2 separate regions of the Bombyx mori genome follow, and region 2 is linked to region 1. The links are chromatin contacts, called in public Hi-C maps. All regions are on one chromosome and are shown on one strand. The core of a region is the stretch at or near the end of the contact, and the rest is flanking DNA. Distances in the headings are between cores, read along the strand shown. Region 1 overlaps LOC101741121. Region 2 holds the start of LOC101741121.

What was found. A called contact is a pair of places that touch in the nucleus more often than the background predicts.
Region 2: a Hi-C map of midgut shows a contact between it and region 1, with 1.9 times the contacts expected there. The contact joins the promoter of LOC101741121 here to the enhancer-like site in region 1. A contact is called at or near these places in 3 of 7 Hi-C or Micro-C datasets (midgut and whole pupa).

What each region holds. Positions count from the first base shown.
Region 1 is chr4:11,966,482-11,971,527 of ASM3026992v2, reverse strand. All of the region lies in intron 2 of LOC101741121, which reads left to right. Among protein-coding and RNA genes, the nearest start is that of LOC119631218, 16 kb to the left of the region's middle. Within about 2 kb of position 2,522, at least 8 of the 8 cell types and tissues checked have open chromatin away from gene starts, as enhancers often do.
Region 2 is chr4:12,028,890-12,034,083 of ASM3026992v2, reverse strand. It overlaps LOC101741121, which reads left to right and starts at 3,315. Exons shown (of 13, transcript XM_062668263.1): 1 at 3,315-4,004.

The sequences.
Region 1 (5,046 bases), core at 1,273-3,772:
GTTTTTGTATCATAGTCGCTCAGACTGAACTAGTTCATTTATATTGCGTAATAAATAACGTCAATACAAGAGTCAGCGGTGTAGGAGTGGGTAATATCGGTTTTGCCGCGTATCGAATCGTATCTATATATCGACTATCAATATCGGATATTGAATCTATATATTTTCTGAATCTATATATTGATGGATGCTAGTAGATTTTCTCGATTCATGATATTTGAGATTTAAAACGATACGCTGATATAATATCATAGTAGATATAGATTTAAGTCAACGTTATACGGTTGGTTTTCTGATATCAATTTATAATATGATCTTAAAGTAATAAAAAGAACATGAAAATAAAAATATCAAAAAAACTTTCCTTCATGCTTTTACCAGGCTTAGGACTGGCTACATTATTTTCAGTTTTTAGTATTTTGTGTCTTAATTTAAAATTACAAAATATACCAAAAGAGTGTAGATTTCAAAAGTTTAATACAAACACAAGAAATAAACTCAATTATTTGGATTCAACTAAAAATAGAAAAATGTGTACTTTAAAAATCAAACACAAAAAACTTTTAAGTATTTATAAACACTTGTCCAAAAATTCTAGTTCAAGGTCAAAGCGCGTGAAATTAAATTCAACGATGCAAATAGGCTATACTGCATTCAAGTTAGGGTCGAAAGTTGAAACTTCTTTCCTTAATTGTATCCTGCTGATACGCTAAGAATAATCTAGAGACATATGGACTTAAATATAAGGTTTACAATTGTATGGATAATGCCTGTTTCTGTTTCATTCATCACATGATATCCCTATCGTGCGCTCACTCACTCTGGCCGATTCGATACGAACTAAACGAATATCGCTGATATTCACGAATCGGTACGATATGCCGATGCGCATCACATCGAGCAATATCGTGTATCGGCTGATATCGAAATATAGATTTCGATTCACGAATCGGTACGATATGGCGATGCGCATCACATCGAGCAATATCGTGTATCGGCTGATATCGATATATAGATTTCGTGCGGGGCGATATCGGATTCAACGATATTGGTGCGATATATAGATATTGAATCTATATACGATTTATATCACCCACTCCTACAGCGGTGTGTTGTTTCCAATATGAATACATGAGAATGTTAGCCAACAAAACCATCGATATTCGGGTAGTTTGCCCCCAGCTAAAACGATATTTGTGTCATGTTTGTATGGTTTTACGACCTACTTTTTCATATGTTAATAAAATTGCTATGTGAAAGATAGAATTAATGCTTCGAGTATTATTATTATTCAGCCCAATGTAGTCGGATAGTTTCTGATTGTTATTGTTTGCACATGAAGTCATCACATAAGTTATCCTTTACCGAATTTTACTACTCATTTTCAAACTTAATCAATCGATTGTTTCATTATTTGGAAGGCTTTTTTATTATAATAAGTACTAAGTACATAGAAAATATAATATATCATTTTTTTGCTCTATGGCAATTCAAAAGTAATCGAAATAAAAATCTTTTGCCCGCTGAGTTTGGTTCGCTAGTTCTTCATAGGAAACTTTTTTAGAAACGAAAATGTTTACTTCATTATACTACCATTTAGTAGTTTTCACCGGTTATACCACCATTCTGCCGTGTAGCAAACCTTCGGTCTTGTTTGTAGGGTGCCACAGCGGTTAAACAATAAAATAGGCCTTCGAATTCATGATTCTAGATTGGCGATGACATATAATTTAAATAGTTTAAATTTTATAATTTAAAAATATGTAGTTCTGTACTCTCTGACTCTTTACCAGATGAGCTTTGAGCTCGTCGGGACACATACTGCAAGAAAAAATCAGACTGGATACAATTATAATGATTCCGTTCTTACCAAGTGACTACAGAATCCTCAAGGATTATTACGACTGTAACAAAAATAAAAGTCCATTTGCAAAATATTGTTCGTTATGATAACCTTCTCAACTGGACCAACCACGGCTTGCTCGTTTTCAATTCCATTCACTTTTATACCCTGACACGAATTTTGATGAAGCCGGTGCAAAGTTCCTTAGTCAACATTGAAAGTTTCTGATATTCTCCCATTCATGTTCTTATATAGCAACGACTCGAGAGTTGCCTTTTTTAGGAAAATGTAAAACAATTTAAATACACCTACCTACCTGGTATGTAGTGTTGTCAAGGAAAATCAACTGGCTACATAAGCCGCAATGTACTCAAAACACTATCTGATCTAAATAATAGCTTTCGAATTTGTCGTAAACAAAAGTAACGTCACCGTTTCAAAGGGTGACAACAGAAATCGATAACATAGTTAGAAATACTGCTACTATAGAGATAATAGAGCATCAGTCGTCACTGTCAGACAATGCAGCACGAGAAGACTCGGTTTGCAAACATAATAAAAGTAAGTCAAGTTCATAATAGTGACATTCAATGTCACTACGGTGCGTTGGCGGACAGTGACGGTACTGGCGGTAGCGTAACAAGTGAGAGCCGGTAGGGGCGCTGCTTTCCCAGGCCGGAGCACTGGGGGATATTGTGACGCGCGACAGCTGCGTCCGGGACGACTGACGTCACTCTTGTCCATAATGTCGTACTCGTTCAGAACTTCTATAACGACGCTTTATGAAACACAAACTTGTATCCGAGAAACGTTTTAAACGGCATTATGCTAATCGATTTCTATTGTCACTTATATAAACTCGAAAAAAAAAACTCGTTTTGCTTATTTTAGAAACTTATGAAAAAGAGAAAGAGAGTATTCTTTATTAAAAAATAAACAATGCGAAACATTCAGAACAAAAAAAAAGAAGTACAATTTGCGGCTAATCAATCGCTAAGAGCGATCTCTTCCACACAACCATCAGATGGACAAGAATTATTTGGAAACGGAATTTGGATTTATGGAATATTTATGAAAAATAAATAATTAAGTGATAATTTTAAAAAAAGGTAAATAATGATAACTGGAATCGGGAATGTTTTTTAGACGCTAAAGACGAGTGAACAACGTAGACCCAACAAATCTGTCCTCTCTAATCATCGATCTATTACCACGTGGTCTCGGTCTCTAATCCTAAATAGCAATCACGACCACTCTGTAAAGAGTAAAACCACTAAGCGAAGAATAACAAAAGCTTTATATCTGTTCGATGATCGATTGAAGTAAGAAACGTAAGATCTTAGGATACTCCATATGTTGGAGTGTGGTTGAGGATTTGCATAGGATGTTCACGTAGCATCTGTGTTGTGGAAAAGTATGATATGTAACCTTAAGTGCGATTTTAGTCAGTAGGACAATTCCGTCATTCTGACTCTCAGCGGCTTGGCGGTGCCCCTGGCACGGTGGATGTCCATGTGCGACAGGAACCACTCACCATTAGGTGGGCCATGCTCGTCTGACTACAAGAGCCGTTTGCCTTTAAAAAATCCACTTCAGAAACTACGTGTCACATCCCGATACTGGTCATTGCGTTGTTCTTGGTTAAGTAAGGTAGTAAGTATCCTTATCGGATTTCTCACGCATGAAAAGGTACCATTTGCGAGAAAAGGGATTGTGTTCTGTTTTTGGATTAAGGGGTTAATAAACTCACTGTCCTCCTGGTGTTACCGGATTTCGTAGACGTCACAATGGTAAAGTAGCACCCGCCTTAAGATCCGAGATAGTAGTCTCAACCAGAACGTAAGACTTTGTCCGGCGAGAAATACGCAGGATGGTTGTAAGTACTATGGCGATCATAATCCTGGTTGAATCAAGTTTGTTTTGTCATAACGCGCGCTTTAGTTAAAAAATCCAGTATGAATGCTGAACATCCAAACACTGTAAAAAAACTGAATGTTCAACACAAATAAATGCCTTTTTTTTATTGCTTAGATGTGTGGACGAGCTCACAGCCCACCTGGTGTTAAGTGGTTACTGGAGCCCATAGACATCTACAACGTAAATGCGCCACACACCTTGAGATATAGTTCTAAGGTCTCAGTATAGTCACAACGGCTGCCCCACCCTTCGAACCGAAACGCATTACTGCTTCACGGCCGAAATAGGCGGGGCGGTGGCACCTACCCGTGCGGACTCACAAGAGGTCCTACCACCAGTAGAATGTCTTATGTCTTAAATGTGTTACAAATGTGTGTGTAAAAATGTCTTAATGTGTTACAAAAGTTTACTGTTCTATTATAAATTATTCAACAGACGCGGTTTTAATTAAATATTTTGAATATTACCATCGCCATTGCTGTTTTAAAACCGTAGAATGTATCTCAGATAAGTTGAATGGCTCTCGACCACTTCCTGTCTTCGCGTTACTGACAAAGCGGGATTACAATCGCCCCGTTAGTGGCGTTGAGGAGGCTCAATGCTCCAAGTTGATTCGCAACAACCTCGAGGGTTCTGGAAATATCAATGCACACTTCACGTACCCTTCCTCTCATTTTTAACTCCAAGTTGAATAAAGTTTCAGAGTTATAACTCTTACAAATTCGTTCTCTCTAACCGAATTCGATTCACGACATTTGTTACCAGTGCAATAAAATAATAAGTTTATAACTAACATTAAAAGGGATAGTAAATTTTCATGTAAATTTTTGCTAGATTGTGTACGGAACTTGGACAAGGAAGCTGGCAGATCGCCAGTCGGAAACCAATCCTGGCGCAGAGTCAGGCCATTTTGATACCACTCGCTTTATCACCGAATCTTCTGTTGTGTAACTTACATTACCTCCTCATAGAGCCTATTCAAGACATATAACTTAACCATTTAATAAACATCACACTTCATTTAACTTGAAATAAATCTTATTATTTATACATATATATTTTATAAAAAAAATATGCGTGGTGTCGTGGGACACCGGATAGGAACGAAGTTCCTTATTATAAAAATATTAATTTTAAGTTCTATTCGAGGTATAAAGAAAATAATTATTCGGGTATGCATTTTTTATTATGATTTTTTATTGATAAAAATAAAAAATAAAAAAAAAAATTTTCTACGTTATTACAAAGTTAAGTCGTACACTGTGTGCATTACTAATAAAAATCTT
Region 2 (5,194 bases), core at 2,066-4,565, 62 kb before region 1:
TACCTAATTAAAATGCGACTGTATGGCGTTTTGCTTATCAAATAACAGCATAAAAATAATGAACGCAAAAAATTCTCGAGGTGAATTATAAACGAATTTCTTCAAGGCATTTTTTTATGGAAACCTCCTGTATGTAAGTGTAGTTAACTGTTTGCTTACACGAACAAAGAATATCAATCATAACGTTCTACTTAGAGCCGCTGGTGTGCCGCAGTCGACTTAATTGACAGCACTAGCTTAAAAACAGAAACGGCTTACATTTAACGTAAAATTTATATGCATTCGTCGGCATACAGCTCTATAAACCAAACAAAGGCTGAAGACTAATTAGTGCTCATCCCACGAGTGCTCCCTTTTATTTCAGCGAATTTTTAAATGATATTACGGCAACGTCAAAGCCCACGGTGTTCCCTTATTACGCGTTTCTGTATCACTAGATAAATACCGGAGAGTACCATTGCAAATGAACGTTTTTATGTCTGACGTAGCGGCGCGGCGTGGCGGCACCAGCGATGCGGTGCATTCGTTTGCTCAGAATTAAGCCGTGCGCCTGAAAAGATTTAGATGAATGAGAAGCGCCCTCACAATACAACAACAGCTTAGCACAACTTATTCCTGTATATCACAAGTAAGTAGTCTGGCGTTTCTCTACGTAATACATTGCATAATATCTATGAATGAGCTTCAAAACCAATTAGTGCATATCTTATGATATTAATTAGTGTTTGTTTGTGGTAGCGAATAGTAGTTTAATACGTAAATATCGATTCCCGATATCGGTTCTATATTTAGGGGCGGGCGGCGTCTGAACCTCGTCTGAACAGGAAATGGCCCGCAGATGAGTTGTGCCGTTGGCTTTGGTGTTTCAGTAATAACTTTTTATGCATTGCTTTACAGATGTAACTGTACCCTTCTTTGTTATTTATTTCATTAAATTAAATACAGAAAATATTATGAAGGCAATGTACCAAACGAATTCGCTTTCACAATTAAAAAAAACATAGCCCCATGAGTTTGTTATACTACGATATCTTTATTTTTGTACTGCCAAAAGAGGAAAACGAGATCATCCACCTGGTGTACAGTGATTACTGAAGCCCATAGACGTCACAACGTGAAGCCCAGTTTGAGTTATGAGATCGAAGTTTGAAATCTGTTTTATAAGATATGACTTCTTCACGGCAGAAATAGACAGTATGGAGGTTACTGCCCGTAAGAGCTTGCAATATATATCACCATAAATCTTTCACCCCAATTAATCTTTAATATTCCGAAATCGATTTTAATCACACGATTTTATTCTTATCTTATCTTATTTTACCTTGGAATTAGATCGAGAGAAAGTGTTGTTGTAGGTAGGTACAAATTTAGAAGCCCACAGAATATTATTATGTATAATATAATACGTAAAATGTAGTCACATCGTTGATACGACTACACTAGTCGCCTTATTCACGACAACTATTTTTAATTGTCATCCGGATTAGTTAAGCAAAACTTAATTTTGATAAAAACTGTTAGAATTCGACTAAAATCGACATTGAATATTTATTTATTTAAACACTAGTGAAGTGACTAAATGGGTACACAGTTCCTGTTTCTTTAATTGAATGTTTTCAAAGTCTATAAACACAATGTACATATTTTAGTAAAAACACTAAAATGACTCTTTCTCCGTTGACAAAATTTACTTTAAATTTTTAAAAATATATTATTATATTGTTTGTGAAAGTATAGCATAAAACTGACTTGACTCTGAGCGTGGTCATTGTTTTGTTTCGTGTCCATTAAGGTAGACGTCAGGTATTATTTCAATAAACAATATAGAATTGGGCGTTCGAGCGAGATGAGTGGCCATGACGGCTTTCTCGGAAGAGTCATTCACTGGGTTACTATAAGATTTTATTTTCCCCACTTTTTTGCCGACGGTCGCTAACTAAATTCTTTGGTTAAAAGTTAACAATAAAAATATGTTAGTAGACGTTTTAACTTTTGGTTCGTTTTTAGAGATCGTTATAGAAGTTGTTCTATGCGTGTCCTAACGACAATATTTAAGTAAATTTTATTTCGTAAATTGTCATACAATGGTGCCTAGCCTATAAATAAAAACAAAAATATACATGGTTCTGTACCTATCTATTTAATCGAATTTCACAATCAATTACGATCCTCTCAATTACGTAGAAGCTTTGATATGATAAAGCTTTTACGTAATTTTAAGTTTAAATTACAATACAGAATCGTAAAAGAGTGTCATACTTTCGTCTAATATTTCAACAATCAGGAGGAAAATCTGAAAAAGAGAACATACAATAAAATTAAAGAAAGATTCAATTAAAATTGATTTGCAAAACATATGTCCGGTTGTTTTTTAGATATTAATAGGTTATTAATTTTTTTAACTTAACTATCTCCTTTTCTGACTGTGGAATCTTTGTGGGTTGTACGACAGGTGCTTGCAGGGTGTTCTATTGTTCCGCTTTATAATAAATTGGAAAGCAGTTTCTCTTAACATTTTGGAAGGAGTTCCTTCGAGATAAATGAACTGAGAAGTGACGCTGACACGGACGCAGGTTGCACCCTCGGGTTGCGTCGGCTCGGCGATAAAGACTCAATCACCTGCCCCTGACAGCACCAAGTGACTCCTTTGCGCCCTATTATATATATCTAAGAATTTGACTGACAAATAATATTTATCATCCAATATAGCAACACGAGTGGGCTGAAGAAATAAGATAAGGGGCAATATTCGAATTGTTATTTTTGCTTCAAAAATTTTATTTTTTCAACGCCTTTGTAGGTTTAAGGGAAAAAAAAACATTTATTATATACAATCCTGAATAATTCATAATAATATAACATATCAGATTATTTAGAAGAATAATTAAAATAGCTTTTATGTAACTTTTCGCAGGATATTCTTTGAGCTCTGTTTACGTTTACAACTTATCACGAGTTTACTATTTTCATTTTATATTTTACAATTATTAATCATCAGTATTGAAATTCGATGGCGTCTTATTTTCTGACCATCGTTCCCTATTATTATCGAGATTTACCTGGCATTTGAAACCGGTTTATACCTATTTAGTAAGGGGTGCTATGTGACCACTTGTACTGTTAGGGATAGTTTCGTAACTTCAAATGCACATTAGGGATTTTTTTTATTTACTAATGTTTTAACCACTTTATACATGTATGTAATGAATTAAATGTGGCATTATAGTCCAATGCTCATGATGAAGGTCAGGAAATAGGGATTTTTTGTGCTTTAACATTACATTTTTGGATATTTAATCATAGACATCGGCGTTTTATGTTAGTACAATATTGTTGTTTTTATCAGGTAAAAATAAGGATATTGTTGTGAGACAGCCTCGTGGTGGCGCGCGCAGTTGGCTGGCGGCAAGTCGGAGGAGGCGCGCGGGGCCTCGTCCTCGCCGTAATCGCCATTCGGCTCGCGGCGCCCTCGCGGTACGCTCAGTTAGATTCTGACTGCGGGGGCACGACTATCGCTCCCCAGCTCACTTACTACGATTGGCTCGCTAACATTTTTTTTGTTAATATTCATTTCTTGCTCACGGACCGGCTTTACAGACAGACAGTCGGAAAACATTTTCGAACTGATGAGCATTCGATTCTTGTTCACTGTTATTTTATATACCGGTTTCGAACTTGACCTGTGATTTGTTTGGCCGGACTGTCAGTGCGCGTGTTGTGCTTTATCGATAACATAACCTGTACGATTTCAAGGGCACGAAACTCGTAAGTTTGTATTGCGCATGTAGTGTTGTTAATTTAAAAGGACAGATTTAACTAACTCATTAATAATTATTATTAGTGGGCGTATTCGAAAGTTTAAATCGATCGGGTGACGTGTGTGCGTGGGATTCCGTTTACGTAATCTTTGTTTACCTTGGGAATATGCACCGTGGTAACTTCTCGTTGTCATATTATTATTTACCCTAAATATTCCCAAACACCGAATGGAAGTTACAACATAGGTAAGCCTGCTTACTTACTTAAATCTTTTGTAGAAAGCATGATCTAGGTTTTTTTCAATTAAAACTTTGTTAGAAATTTGTACCTACTAATTACTTAAATATGCCTTAACTTAAAAATCATGTAGATTAGCAATGTTAGAGTAGTAATATTTCATTAATATGTGTATATATAAACTCAAATACACTGTACATTATAGTGATTACAAAGTTACAAACTTGAGGAATTTGCTATTTTTGTTTATAATATTTTTTATCAGCGTAGTCTAAACAAACTACACAGCTTACAACATCACTGTGTATTTTTTTGACCTTACATACTTAATGGTGCCTGAGTATATTTTTAAATATATTCGCATTTGGTATTATATTTTAACATGTGTACGTGAAAATTCACTCACATTTTATAATTTTCGATAAATCTTATCTCTTAATTTTTAACTGATTTGAATGAAGTAAAGATACGGTTTATCCTTCAATAAACCATTCAATTCTAAAATATTACAATTGGTTCAGCCATTGTGGAGAGGAGAGTTTACAAACGTACATCCAAAGTCTTTAAAAATAAAATATGCATTAATATTGCTGCTACCCGTGACAACAAAATGTTAAAATCTAATGTCGAAAAGGTTTCTCATGGAAAAGTTAACTACTTATTGATCAAACGCTAGCTAGCATTGATCGTTTAGGGTAGTATTGCTTACGATCTATTTTCGTTCATAAGCAATAACCATATTGTTATCTCCAGTAGATACTTGCATACCTACATTATCTACCTACTTCGGTAAAGCGTAGACCAAACTCGCCCATGAATAACATAAATAAGAATTGTTTAACTTAACTGCATTTTTTTAAATCATGAATTAATATTATTATTAAATAAAATAATATGATTGTTACGTCTTCTACCTGTCCGATCCGTTATTTAAGTACTATAAAAAAATTGCGATGAGAAGTAATGGTGTGTAGGAGTGTAATATACACAAATATTGAATGTCTTGTATTCATAATAACTACGTATAAAGCTACGACGTCGGATCGGTAACCCAAATTACATATTTGATACCTTCAAATCGTATTTCTATCCTATCATCGATCTTGGATATTTTTTCTAGAAGCCTAGAAAGATCAAGAATCTTCGTAAAAGACAAAAAACAACGAATTATGTAAAAATATCCAAAAAACCGGATTAA